Regions from separate parts of the Sus scrofa genome. Here region 1 is linked to region 2. The links are chromatin contacts, called in public promoter capture Hi-C maps. All regions are on one chromosome and are shown on one strand. The core of a region is the stretch at or near the end of the contact, and the rest is flanking DNA. Distances in the headings are between cores, read along the strand shown.

Region 1 (3,128 bases), core at 329-2,828, 600 kb before region 2:
AAGCAAAATGGGTTAGTCACAAAATACAAATACTGTATGATTCTACTTACAGAAGGTGCCTAAAATAGTGAAAATGAGAGACAGAAAGAGTAGTGTTTGCCAGGGCCAGGCAGAACAGGTGAATGGGGAGTTGTTTAATGGGCACAGAGTTTCAGTTTTGCAAGATGAAAAGTTCTAGGGACTGATTGCACAAAAAGGAGAATATATTTAACGCTACTGAACAGCATACTTTAAAATGGTTTAAATGATAAATCTTTTATGCATATTTTACACTACTTAAAATTAAAAGCGGGAAAAAAACCCCAAACCTGTTCTTCTAGTGAAAAAAAAAAAAAAAAAAACCTCTCTTTTTAACGGTTCTCTTAGTCTTTGATATTCTGCAGTTTCATCATAATGTGTGCAGGTATGGAATTCCATATTTTAATCCTGCTCAAGAATAAGTACTTCTTGAATCTAATTCAAATATTTCACAACCCTGAAAAATTCTGTTATTATTCTTTGAATACTGCCCACACCCATTCTCTCTCATTTTGTCCCTATTAGATTTACGTTGGATCTTATTTTCCACTTATTAGCTCCTACATTGCATTCTCCTCATGGTGTGTAAATTTTCATCATGGTGTGTATCTTAATTCTGGTCAAGGCACAGTTTTCAAACACTGAAGGAATTTTTAAAATATATTCCTTAAAAGAAGTAAGGCTCTATCTTAGCAAACTGTTTTCAAACACTGAATGGAATTTTTAAAATATATTTCTTAAAAGAGGTAAGGCTCTATCTTAGCAAACTGTGCTAGAAGTCAGTCAAGAAATAGGAAGACGCATGGCTCACCTTTATAACTCAGAAGAATGTGTCAAAGCAAAAACAATAACAAATATTAAAAACAAGCAGGATGCTGCTTTGTGTCAAGTGCCAGGTATCTGTGAATGGTATAAAGCCAGATTACATTACATCACAAAGCCTGGCACACAGCATTTCACACTGTGTCTATACCTTGAGCAGGACATTTATTTACTCTTAAGTTTCATTTTATGGGTTGCGGTGAGGATCAAATGGGATAAAGTGATCAAAAGGGCTATACACCAAAATAGTACTATGATATTTTCTCAATCCTAAAATATGAATAAATGGTCAGGCGCACTGTGAATTTTGTAACAGTTTGGGTAAGATGCTGTGAGGTACAATCCATTAGGGGAGCACTTAATGGGAAATTTAAAAATATGGAAAAGTCTGCTTTTAGAATTGAAGAACCTCAGTACTTTTCCCTTTATGTTCACACTTGCCCTCTTCTTGATATTGAATGATTTCTCTCTTGCCCAGTGTTCGATTTTACCAACCTCCTGCCTGACAGCTGACAGAATTCGCCACACTCCCTTCCTGGCCTCATTTTCAGGGTCCTGCTGAAACTGAAGAGCGGCTTGTCTCAGGTTGGCTTTCACACGCTTAGTTTAGCTCCTGTACTGTCATTGGGTGTTGCGATTCCTGGACCCGCCCACAACTTCCTCAATTCTGATTGGATGCCGGTGTCCTTTTGTTATGGCAAAAGGTGGATCCCGGGGCTTTGAGATTGGACAACTGGGGCGTCGGGCAGCGAATGCGCAGGCGTGACTTCTTGAGTGGGGATTGGCTGACGACGGGGGCGAGACGGGGCGGGCCTCCCGCCTCGGCGCACGCTCTGTGGGCAGAGAGGGCGGGGCTGCTAGTGCCAGTCGACCCAAGTATCCCGGCCTGAGGCGTCCTCCCGATCCCTCCCCCTGCCGGCGCCTCTAACGGCAGGTGAGGGCCGTCGTGGGCCGCGGAGGGCCTAACCCCGGGCTGCTGGCGTTGGGGCCTCGGTATCGCCGAGGGCCTGGAGGGCGGGGCGGGCTGGATGCCGCCTGGCGCTTCGGGGACTTGGGAAGAGCATCTTACGGCCGGGGCATCTGCCGGTCGACTGGGGCCTGGCTCCCTGCAAACCCCTGCGCAACCTTTTTCTCATCGTCTCATTATTGGGCCCAGAGGTTCCTTTGTTGGGGGCCACCCTCCTTCCCTGGGGCGGACCTTTCCCCGCAGCTCCTGAGTCCAAGGCCTCTGTCCAAATCCTGGCCTGAAATGGGACCGCTGGAGGGGCGTTCGGGTGGGATGAGACCAGGCACGCCTGGACTTGACCGCGGCTGCTCTGCAGCGATGGGGGAGAGGACGCCGAGGCGCGGGGAGGGAAGCGAGGGAGCGGTAAAACAAGGGCTGGCGACATCCTTTCAGGGGCTGAAACCAGCCATTGGCTTGATGTTTCAATGGGCTACTCTTCAGGGTCCTGCTGGACAAGTTCGGGGGAGTTAGGGTTGGAAAGGAGAAACCGGAGACATTCCTGAAAGGGAAGACTTTTGTTGTTCAGTGTTTTGTTCCAGTACTATGACGTAATAGTTTTAAGGACAGATGCTGTGCTCTTTTCCCAACACTGTATCTGTACCTGAGGCTCCAAAGCTATGCCTGTGTATTCTGTGCCTATACTTACTCATTGATTAAACTCAGTATAGCTAGCCACGCTGGGGATCTAGTTTATGATCAATTCCTTAACCTGATGGAATTTAAAATTAGACTTACCTAACCACAACAAGTCAATCTGAAGGGATCTGAACAAGCGTTGCTGAAAGTAGATGCAGCTTGAAGGGAATGAAATTTGCCTTCAGTTGCTTAGATAATAGAAATATCAAAGGAATTTGACATCAAACTTTGCAGAATGTTTGGCACATTTAGTTTAGGGTCGTATTAATGTGTCTTCCATTGCATCGGGAAAAAGCAGGGACTTCATGTTAGACCTGAGTTCAAATTCTTGATTGTTCACATTTGTAAATTGCAATCAATGTCTTGTTGATTTGATGAATCAGTAACAGATGTAAAGAATTTAGTATATTAATGCATAGTGATGTTATTTTAGTAGTCTTATTAGTTTACTAGTAAGGGGATAACATGATAAAAATGAGTTTTAGATGCAGAAAAGTTGGGTGGTTGAGGTTGGACTGGGAAGTCTCAAAATCTCAGGTCTCAGATGTAAGCTTACCTGTGGTGCTGTGGTGGAACAAAAACTAGACTGGGACATTGACTGTAGTCTTGGTTGTCGGTAACTTCTGCTAATGATCTTGGTAAACCG
Region 2 (2,964 bases), core at 426-2,925:
AGCAGTATACCTGATGCACAAACCCAAGTGCAGAGCTGGGTTATCAGATCTACCGGTTCCAAACAGGTGCCGGGCCGTCACTGGCCTAAAACAACAACCGAGCTCTGTCCCCCGTCCCCCACCTTCCAGATCGGACTCGGAAAAGTTAGTCCAGCACCCCTGGGCCAAGCCTGGTCCGAGTGGCACAAGGCGAAATGGAACACACTCTCTGGTTCCTCCCCGCATCCCATGCAGTTAGCCCACTCTTTGGAGACCCCACGAAGTAACACATAGCAAAACTTAGTAGGTTCAAGGAACAGAAACGCGGCTTTCGCAAAGCACAGACTTTCCAGAAAGGAGCTAGGAGGGAGAGGCGGGCGCTGGGTCCTTCTCGGCGTCTCCATCCTTCTCGGGCTCCCCTCCCCCGCCCCGCGCCCGCCGAGCCTCTTACCTGCGTGGGACATGGTGATGGTCTCGTTGGTGTTGGAGCCCACGTTGAAGATAACCACGGCGGAGGCGTTCTGCAGGAAGGCGTTCCGGATCTTATCCCTGTAGGTGCAGTTGCCCTTGGGGATGAGGGCTATCCAGTTCTTGCCGTGGGCCGGGGCGGCGAACTTAGTGTTGGGGTCGCAGGCCAGGCGGTCGTGGGCCGAGCTGGCCATGACCACCTCCCCGCGGGCGTCCTGCTTGGGCGAGTGCTCCCCGTAGCGCCCGCACTCGGTCTTCTCCGTGTGCAGCTCCGCGGCGAATCCGCCGCCGCCGCCGCCGCCCGCCGCCCCAGCCCCGGGGTCCGGCGCGGGCTCCGCGTAGGTGATGTTCACAAAGGCGGTGTACCATTCCTCCTTCTCGGCCACGGTGAAGTCCAGGCAGAGCAGATGCACGAAACAAAAGGAAAGCAGCCATGTTGAGAGAGCCAGGCTGCGGCACGCTTGGATGAGAGACATTGCCATCTTTATCCGCCGGGTCCCCCTCCCCGCCCCCCGCGCGCTCCCCCCGCGCCGTCCCTCCTCCCTGGCCCTGGCCAACCCCGGGCTGGCCGCTTCTCCTCCTCCTGCTACCGCTCCTGCTCACTCCTGGGCCCGAGGGGCCGTGGCCGGGACGCGCAGCCGCCGCGGGGACCGGATTCCAGGCAAGCGGATGGCTGCGGCCCCTTCCCCTTTCAGCCGGAGCGCGGCGGTTGCATCTCGCTTTGCGGGCGCCGAAAGGGCGCAGGATGAGGGGGCGCTAGGGGCTTGCGACAGAGTCCAGCTGCCGAGCGTCTTGCTCCTTCGCCCGGCTTCTCCTGCTTTCGTAGAGGTGGCAGGGGGCCCAACAGCGTGCCGGGTGGCGGCCTGGCGTCCTGCAGCCCCGGCGGGGGCGGGGGCGGCTGCTTCCAGCCGGAGGTGCCGCCAAGGTGTCCCGGCCGCTGACGCTGAGCGCTCTGACGAGCGGGTCCCGCTCCGGGCGCGGCGGCCGACACTGCTGCGAGTCCCTCTGGCTGAGGGCGCTCCGCTCCTAGCCGCGCTGCTGGCTGCGCCCGGCACACACTTGCCTCGGGAGGGGCCGGCTCGCGGGTAGCGGGAGCAAGCGGCCGGAGAGAAGTACGCCGTCTGCGTGTGTGTGTGTCTGTATATGTTTGTGTGTGTGTCTAGTGTGTGCAAGGAGGAGCTTAGTGTGATGTCAAAGACTGGGCTTCGCGTGCCACGCTCCCTTGGTCTCTCTCTATGGGCAGCAGCGACCCCTGCCGGGTCTCAAATTCAAACCAATCAGCGACTTGGTCCAGGTGGAGGCAAAAAAGGAAGCGCCTCTTGCTTCCTGCGCTGTAAAAGTAGAGAAATGTGTGTGTCAGTTTTCCGAACTGCAGGAGGAACTGCGGTGAGCTCCCTAATTACCCGTCCTAGGGCCAGCGGGTAAGGCTAGTTGGTAGCGAGGTTCTTTCCAGCACCAGGCCCGGACTATCTAGAACAGTGCCTGTCAAGTCGAAGTGTACATCTGCGCCCCCTTTACCCATTCCGTATCTCTGGGGTGGGGCTCCAGAATTTGCTTTTCTAATGAATTTCCCGGTTATGCTGACGCTGCTTATCTAGGAACCACTCTATATTAGGGTGAGTATAGAAATGGGCTTCTTTCTTACCATCTGGCAGCAAGCATGTGACATTTGTTTTCCTATAGAATGAGTGTTTTCTGACTCTATAAGGAAAGAGATCAGGTGAGATATTTCCTCACTACTTATTCTGGTTGTTCTGACTGGTAACAGAGGACTTAGTATCAATAGGCAAAGCAGGTTTGTTTGGGTTATTATTGTCTACAGTGTATTGTCTAGTCTGGCATAGAGATCACAACTAGTCAACAGAGCGTACAGCCCCTCTAGAGTAGTGTTCTTAAAACTGTGATGTAGCATAGGTCTTTACCAACTAATGTTTGACTGGTTGTTATCTTTTCACACGGTCATGTTCCTTAGCTTGAGATACCTGCCCTGTAGTCTCGAAAACAATTTGCTTGATGGTTCATAATCACCCACATTTTACTTCCCAGCTGGCACAGAGCACTCCGAGGACCCACTTCATGATGAAAACAAACGTCCACCTTTTCCCCAGGACTTTAGTGTGTTTACAGAAATCTGTTAATGGCTGTCCATCAGCACAACTGCTCTTTTTCCAGCAGCAGTACAAATAGCTGGTAGCTGTTAGGGGAGAGCAAAGACTCCCAGCTGTACCCAAATTAGAAGCAGGCACAAGAAGAACCACTTAGAGGAATTTGTCCCTATGGTATTGGATGTGCTGGATTTGTGTGTTTCCCTAAACTTAGTCATTTTAGAAAATAGGCTTCTAGGCAATTGGGACAGTGCTTTTTATAGTGCCTAAAACCAAGAAGGTAAAAGTGGAGACTGCCTGGCTGCTCGTTTCTGAACCACCAGAGATCTGAGGGAAGTGTCCTTTGCCTAAAAAAGCCCAGTGAGGTTTTGTACAGATGCCTCACAAACCAAAGTGGTTCCCCATATCTCTC

What was found. Promoter capture Hi-C pulls out the DNA fragments that hold promoters and counts their contacts.
Region 1: a promoter capture Hi-C map of fetal liver shows a contact between it and region 2, with 3 times the contacts expected there. The contact joins the promoter of SCOC here to the promoter of RNF150 in region 2. A contact is called at or near these places in 2 of 5 promoter capture datasets (fetal liver and liver), 9 of 47 Hi-C or Micro-C datasets (embryonic fibroblasts, fetal skeletal muscle, heart right ventricle and 5 more) and 1 of 2 datasets of contacts at active chromatin or transcription factors (skeletal muscle).

Annotation. Positions count from the first base shown.
Region 1 is chr8:86,689,141-86,692,268 of Sscrofa11.1, reverse strand. It overlaps SCOC (short coiled-coil protein), which reads left to right and starts at 1,578. Exons shown (of 5, transcript XM_003357017.4): 1 at 1,578-1,634; 2 at 1,636-1,774. The coding sequence starts at 1,593. LOC110262150 (a long non-coding RNA gene) reads left to right here and starts at 1,779. Exons shown (of 2, transcript XR_002346763.1): 1 at 1,779-1,833. It overlaps LOC110262151 (a long non-coding RNA gene), which reads right to left and starts at 1,540. Exons shown (of 4, transcript XR_002346765.1): 1 at 1,336-1,540.
Region 2 is chr8:86,086,649-86,089,612 of Sscrofa11.1, reverse strand. It overlaps RNF150 (RING finger protein 150), which reads right to left and starts at 1,675. Exons shown (of 8, transcript XM_021101554.1): 1 at 431-1,675. The coding sequence starts at 929.